Linked DNA regions of Sus scrofa: region 2 is linked to region 1. Evidence: chromatin contacts called from public HiChIP or PLAC-seq data. All regions are on one chromosome and are shown on one strand. Each heading gives the region's core, a stretch centred on a gene start, on an enhancer-like site or on the middle of the called end of the contact. The rest is flanking DNA. Distances are from core to core; before and after follow the strand shown. Region 1 overlaps LOC110256266 (a long non-coding RNA gene). Region 2 overlaps FRMD4B (FERM domain-containing protein 4B).

Region 1 (3,709 bases), core at 136-2,635:
GGCTGCACCTGTGGCTTATGGATGTTCCTAGGCTAGGGGTCGAATCAGAGCTGCAGCTGCTGGCCTACGCCACAGCCACTGCAACATGTGATCTGAGCCACATCTGTGACCCACCCTACAGCTCACGGCAATGCTGGATCCTCAACCCACTGAGCGAGGCCAGGGGTGGAACCTGTGTCCTCATAGGTACAAGTTGGTTTGTTTCCACTAAGCCACAAGGGAACTCTTCCTCATTTCTTACTTTCGTCAACAAACAAAGCAGCTGCTTCCCCTGCTATGTGATTCCAGTCTTTTAGATATGTGAGATGCCATTTATGCTGGACTGAGAAAGTTAATAGAGGACAGGGATTAAGAGCCCCCAATTTGGAGGCAGTCCTTAGCTCAATGGCCTATATTTCAGTTTTAATGTATGTAAAAGGAGGTAAATAATAAAAGTATCCACCATTCAAGATTGTGTGTGATGAAACTGACATATTATGGATAAAGCACTTAACACTGTCGTAGCAATATTAAAAAATGTTGGCAATGTGGCCTTAAAATTAATAGCAGTAGTTATAGCAGTAGACTGTCATACTAATGGTAATAATAGCAACAGTGCTAGTAATTGTAGCAGCAGTAGTAATATCGGTAGTAGCTGTACTAGTAGCAGTGGTGGTGATGGTAATAGCAATATTGTTAGTACCAGCTATATTTAGTGAAGTAGTAATATTAGTAGTAATAGCGTAAGAACATCCTCATACCTTCCGAAGTAATAGAATAAATTTACCTTTGAAATTAAGCCAAAATCAAATCAATTGAATAAGAATTGTGAGAAAGCTTATAAAGCCAAAGTAGTAAACATCTACTTGTAATTCACTCTACTCAGGTCTAGTAAGAGCAAAAGACAGGCTGGGCGTTTTGACTCTAGGGAAGCAATGGCTTCAAAAATGCAAGAGCGCCTTCTGAGGTAATGCAGCCATGGGTCAGGGAAATTTGAGGAGAGAGCTAGGCATTTATTTCACACTCCCAAAGTCTTCAGGCAACCTGCAGCCAGTGAGCAGAGTCATGGTGACCCAAATGGAATTGCATAAGAGAATAGCATGCCACAAACAGGACAGAACTGATTTATTTAGTAACATTTGGGAACCATTTATAGAAGTTGTGTCCATTTATAGTTAGTGTTTGGAGCTGATGAAAGAGATGGCTTATTCACCATCTTCCCTCTCCTGAATGAAGATGGGGGTGGAAAAGGAATAGATCTAAGGAAAAAGTGCTTCCTCTTACTGTTAAGGATTTTCATAAATGTATCAAGCTTTGAACATTTCTTTCTTTCTTTTTTTTTTTTTTCTGTCCTTTTGGGGCTATACCCACGGCACATGGAAGTTCCCAGGCTAGAGGTCGAATTGGAGCTGTAGCCGCTGGCGTACACCACAGCCACAGCAACGCCAGATCCGAGCCGATTCAGCAACCTACACCGCAGCTCACAGCAACACCAAATCCTTTATCCACTGAGCAAGGCTAGGGATCAAACTTTCATCCTCATGGATTCTAGTCAGGTTCTTGAACCACTGAGCCACAACGGGAACTCCTAAATATTTCTTTTAAATGTGTTTTAGGAGTTCCTGTCGTGGCTCAGCAGAAACAAATCTGACTAGCATCCATGAGGACATGGGTTCGATCCCTGGCCCTCCTCAGTGGATTAAGGATCGGGCATTGCTGTGAGCTGTGGTGTAGGCTAGCAGCTATAGCTCCGATTTGACCCCTAGCCTGGGAACCTCCATATAACTCTGGGTGCAGCCCTAAAAAGACAAAAAATAAAAATAAAAAAATAAAGTGTGTTTTATATGCTGTCTTGGAAAGAATAAAATTGAAAAGCCATGTACTTCTGTTTGAACAATATTTGCTAGGTACAGACAGAAAATAGTCACACAATTAATTTCTTTGTGAAAAGATAAGAATATACCTAATGTTGAATAAGCATTTAATGTGGATTATGTCCTTTAGTTTTTATTCAAAAATCCTATAACACAAGTATAAATGTACCATCCCACTTTTATCTAGATGAAGTAATGAGGCCCAGATGTTGACCTGCCCAGGACAGGGGAGGAAAAAATTCTTTTTCCTGCTCCCCTCTGGGTTTTCCAGCTGCGTCCCTGTCAATGGGACTGACAGAAGACTGAGTCACAAGAGAAAAGTGTACACATTTACTTAACACACGTGTTGCATGTGTGTCGCAAGAAAATGAAGACCCCCCCCCAAGAAAGGTTAAACTGGAGTGGTTTTTTCGTTGTTGTTGTTTTAGGGCCGCACCTGCGGCATATGGAAGTTCCCAGGCTAGGGGTCAAATTGGAGCTGTACCTGCCAGCCTACACCACAGCCACAGCAATGCCAGATCCTTAATCCACTGAGCAAGGTCAGGAATTGAACCCGCATCCTCATGGACACAAGTCAGATTCGTTACTGCTGAGCCGCAATGGGAACTCCTTAAACTTGAACGTTTTTTTTTGTTGTTGTTGTTGGTTGGTTGGTTTGGTTTGGTTTGGTTTGATTTTTTGGCTGTGCCTATGGCCTGTGCAAGCTTCCAGGCCAGAGATTGAACCCACACCACAGCACTGACCCAAGCCACTGCAGTTGTTGCCATAACTTGGCTTCTGCTCACTGGAGCCAAATAGAAATGTGGAGGAGGCAGAGTTTTGGGTGAAGAAGAAAAAATAGCTTTATTGCTTTGCCAGGCAAAGGAGGGTCACAGCAGGCTAATACCTTAAAGACTGTGTCCTCCCTTAGAAGAGATTGGGAGATGGTTTTACAGTTTGGGGAGTGAAAAATAGTGCCACAGATAAGGATCAGGGTAGAAGCAAGTTTGCATTGTTTTTAAAGCTGGTGTTCAGTGGTCTGGTGGTCTTCTTTCTGAAATAAAGTATGCTTCATTTACATCTTCCATTTTTTTGGGGGAGTAGGTCTGCAGAAGAACTCAAAGATATTGTTACCTATATTCCTTGAGGAGGGACCAGGACCCTGCCCCAAAGCTGCACTATTGTCTCTTGACTGCTCCTCTCTGGTCTCTGCATCCCTTCCCTTCCCTGACTAGCAACTGTTTGAATCTGCCCTTTGGAACTCAGGAAAGGTCATGGAGGCTGAAGTCTCTTCCCTAAAAAGAAGAAATGGGGGACATGGAAAGTCTTGTGTGCCCAGGAGCCCACAAGGCCCTGCTTGGTTTCACAGTGACAATGCTGGATACTTAATCCACTGCACCACAAGGGAACTCCCTAAACTTGACTGTTTTTATACTAGGTTTGATTGGAAGAATGGAAAGACATGGGAAAATGTGACAAGACAGAAGTGTATGAGCAAATTAGTAAACTAGAAGAAGATGAGCAAGGCCTGTATGTTAGGATTCATCTTGGTCCCTCTGTCTTTAAGGATAAGGATGCTCCTATCGTAGGAAGGTCTTATGACCTGCAATAGGGATGAAGAAGTTCAAAAAATCCTTCTTACCCCTACTCTTTTTCAAATTCCTTTAGTTTGAAATATTCAATATGGGAGTTACCACTGTGGCACAGAGGGTTAAGGATCTGGAGGTGCTGCAGCTGGGACATAGGTCACAGCTACAGTTCAGAGTCAGTCCCTGGACCACGAACTTCTATATGCCACAGGTACAGCTGAAAAAGGAAAAAAACAAAAAACAACCTCAGTATGCCAAGATGCCATAGTTGAGGGTGCAAATGCAAAG
Region 2 (3,631 bases), core at 1,094-3,593, 170 kb before region 1:
TGAATATGAATGAAATCATAGCAAACAGCATAAGACTTAAAGCCATAAACACATGACGGCTAAGCTACATGGTAAAAGCCATAAGTACACAAATACTGTAGTTTAGGGAGAGGTCACATAAATTAGAGACTAAAATCATGAATATAGGAGTAATTTATCCACTCAACAGATATTTCTTGACCGCTACTAAATGCTAAGCATCAGTCTAGCTTCCAGGGATTCAGCTTGAACAACATGGACCAGGTTCTTGCTCTCATGGAGCTTTATTGCACTGGAATGGTCCAGCAAAAAAGTAAATAAAGAGATAAATGAGAAAATACCAGAAATGGCAAATGCTTTGGAGGACATAAAATGAGAGGCCATGATCAAGAAAAGTTTGGGAGCAGTTTTAGACAGGATGGACCAGGACAGCTTCTAAAAGTTCATGGATAATAAAAAGCAAGAAGTAGAGTTCCCCAGTGGGTTGTTGTAAGGACCCAGTGTTGTCAGTGCTGTGGCTTGGCTTGCTTCTGTGGCACCAGTTTGATCCCTAGCCTGGGGAACTTCTTCATGCTAAAAGAAAAAAAATTAGAAGAAGGAATTCCCGTAGTAGCGCAGTGGGTTAAGGACTGATGTAGTGTCCCTGAGGATGCAGGTTCAATCCCTGGACTCAATTAGTAGGTTAAGGATCTGGCATTGCCACAAGCTATAGCATCAGTCACAGATGTGGCTCAGGTCTGGCGTTGCTGTGACTGTGGCACAGGCTGGCAGCTGCAGCTCCAGTTTGACCCCTAGAGTCTGTGGACTTCCATATGCTGATATACTGCACGTGTGTCCATTAAAAAAAAAAAAGAAGCAGCAGCAGTTCTGCAAAAGTCTGGACAGGCGTTCCCTACTAAAGCCAGTGCAAAAATGAGAATAAGCTTGACTTTTGGTTTTTTATGTTTCAGTTTTGAGAAAGGAAAAAAAAAGCCAATATGACTTGAATACAGAGAGTATGAGGAAAGTGGTACAATATAAGGTCGAGAGGTTAGCAGGGATAGAAATCATAGAAGCCTGGCAGCTCTGTGATCTTAGGCTTGGAAGCTTTGTGGTCTTAGACTTAACATATATGACACTCAAGTTTCCTCATCTGTACAATGGGCATAATAACAGTACCAAAATAACTACTATAAAAAGTACTAGAGAAGGTACATAGAAGAGGATCATAGTATTATTCTGTTAGGCAGGAAAGGGATGCAGAGTCCAGGCACATAGCAGCAAAAAAATAGCTGCTATGATAGCTGCCCATCCTATTGTTATCATCCTATTATTCATAGCCATGGCAGGAAAATGTGTTCTGAAGGAGGCTTAGGAGGACCTGGGTGGGAGCCCACACAGAAAGGTGACTGGGAGGGCAGATAGCCCTTAGGCAGAGGAGAGAGGACCTGACATTCCAGGGAAGAGTCGTTTTGTGTGCCGATGCACGGATGTGGTCGTGAACACGGTACATCTGTGCAGTGGGGTGGAAGGTGTCCTGATCGTGGAGTAAGATATAAGAGGCACAATCTCAGAGGTGAGCCTGAGAATCACGTAGATGGAAAAGGCACGCCGAGGCCACTGAAGGATGTTCTGCAGGGGAGTAGCCTGATTAATGACTGTGGTCTTGCAAGTTTCCCAGGCTACAGAGTTCATGGTGGGTTGGAAAAGCAGCCTGGTCACACGGCAGGCTGCTGGGAAAACTCCAAGCTCAGGTGAGCCTAACCAGGCAGGGCATAAATCAGGCGTTCAGACTCTAGGACCTTCTCTTCAGCAAGAAAGGAATACATCGTATGAATGACCTCCTTTCCTGACATGGGCCTCCTTCCCCTTAGTGTGCCTTGGGATGATTCCTTTCTAAATGCTCTGGTGGAAGAAGAATGTCTCACTCAAGTGCCTCCTCATCTATCCCCTTTGATGCCATTGGTCAGTGGAGGTAGTCTTTCCAAGAAACCTGGCTCCAAAATGTCCTTCATAACCTCCTCTGCCAGTGACAGCAGAGTCTGTATGTGAATTATGCTCAGTTTAGAAGGTGTCTTCTGGCCCCAGCTGTGTTTATTTTCAGAAGAAGAATGAGCTGGGCTTTTGGAGGGGGAGTGGGAGTTGGCCATCTCTACCTTTCTGGGGAACAGGTCTGGAAAATTGCTTCTGTTGAAGGGTGTCTCCTTGGAATGTCTTGGTCATAAGCCTAGTCCTTTTTCTCTGTCTGGTAAATATTTTTGGAAAGTATTTTCTTTCAGCACTCCCCTTCCCGCCCCGCTAAAACCACTGAGTCTGATCCCTCCCAGGATGCTGTCTGAGTTGCATTTTCCAGCCTAGATGCCACATCAGCTCTTTGCCTTTGGTGAACTTCTCTAAATAGAGTCAGGCAAAGCCAAGGGGGTGAAACCCTCGATGAAACCAGCCACTGTCTATATCACATTCCACAGGCCAAGAAGAGATGTGGAAAAATGGAGTTGTGCAGTTACATAATGAAAGTAGTGCTGGTGACCAACAAAAACAAATTTGTGGTCCTATCAGAGGGAGAGGTTAGCTCCTGAGCTCAGGCTAATTAGTACCTGCTGGCGTTCTGTGTGCAGGGTGAGTCTTTCACCCCTAGAGGGCAGTCACGGCCCTTCTGAGGCAGAAGTTCTGTTCACCCAAATGGTTCCCATCCCTTTCAGCCCAGTTAACTCCTTTCCTTCCCTTGTTTTGAAAGGATTTGCTGTATACGCTTTGTTTATTAAGAAATAAAAAAACAGGTTTCACAACACAATAGTGATTTTTGATCACCGTTCCATCCCATGAACCTGATGGGCCTTTGATACAATTCTAGCCAAAAAGGACACTTGCTTCAAAGTTGCCTAGCACAGCTGATAGAGGAGAATGTGTAGATTCAGCTATCTTTTTGAGTTATCAGTTAGATCTGTTCCATTTGCTGGTGGAAGAACTTGAAACAAGCAGGTTATAAGCAATAAGTGCTTTAGGATCTCATTGCAATAAGTGCTTTAGGATCTCATTTTAGTCTCAAGGATTAAAAAACAGCAGATTAACTTGGATTATATCTCAGCGATAAAGTTAGAGATAACTTTTACTTCTGCATCCTAACTTTATCCTATCAATTAAATTTTAGATGAGCTTTTTAAAAAATCTAATTTCTAGGTTTTTTTTTCTAAAAAATTATTTTAAATAGCTTCTTATAAAAACACAGTATCATAGCTGAGGCTGGTCTCTTTTGATTGAAGCAATTTGCTCTGTATCTCTCTGCAAGAATATCTAAGAATTCTAAGAATTTTCATTCATATATAGTAGTGCTTGAGTGTCTTCTATGGTTAATATAATTGATTTATGTTCTACATGTTATTATACAACTTGCTTCATTCTTGGACATCATTTCATACAAGTTCATATAAATATACATTATGCTTTTTAAATGATACCACATCTTCCTATATAAAAGCAAAACCAAAAAGGCAAAATTATTCTCACTTTCTGTGAGAAAACCTTTGAGACGTGATAGTGTACAATAATTCGTATACAAAAGATGTACATTTGAACATCTCTGATATTAGGTTATGTCTTTAAATCAGTTGCATTCTAAACTGAAATATGGTGTATTTCTTTTAACTTCTAGTCCCTGATATTTATATTTTTA

What was found. HiChIP or PLAC-seq counts read pairs in DNA pulled down with a chosen protein or histone mark.
Region 2: a contact with region 1 is called in an H3K27ac HiChIP or PLAC-seq map of alveolar macrophages. The contact joins two enhancer-like sites. A contact is called at or near these places in 1 of 5 promoter capture datasets (liver), 7 of 47 Hi-C or Micro-C datasets (embryonic fibroblasts, fetal skeletal muscle, heart right ventricle and 2 more) and 2 of 2 datasets of contacts at active chromatin or transcription factors (alveolar macrophages and skeletal muscle).

Annotation. Positions count from the first base shown.
Region 1 is chr13:50,558,372-50,562,080 of Sscrofa11.1, reverse strand. The region is part of intron 1 of LOC110256266 (a long non-coding RNA gene); the gene reads left to right. Among named protein-coding and RNA genes, the nearest start is that of LMOD3, 5.9 kb to the right of the region's middle. Within about 2 kb of position 1,385, at least 2 of the 83 cell types and tissues checked have an H3K27ac peak or open chromatin away from gene starts, as enhancers often do. A contact at or near this core is called in alveolar macrophages, where this site is marked.
Region 2 is chr13:50,733,338-50,736,968 of Sscrofa11.1, reverse strand. All of the region lies in intron 4 of FRMD4B (FERM domain-containing protein 4B), which reads left to right. Among named protein-coding and RNA genes, the nearest start is that of LMOD3, 180 kb to the right of the region's middle. Within about 2 kb of position 2,343, at least 10 of the 83 cell types and tissues checked have an H3K27ac peak or open chromatin away from gene starts, as enhancers often do. A contact at or near this core is called in alveolar macrophages, where this site is marked.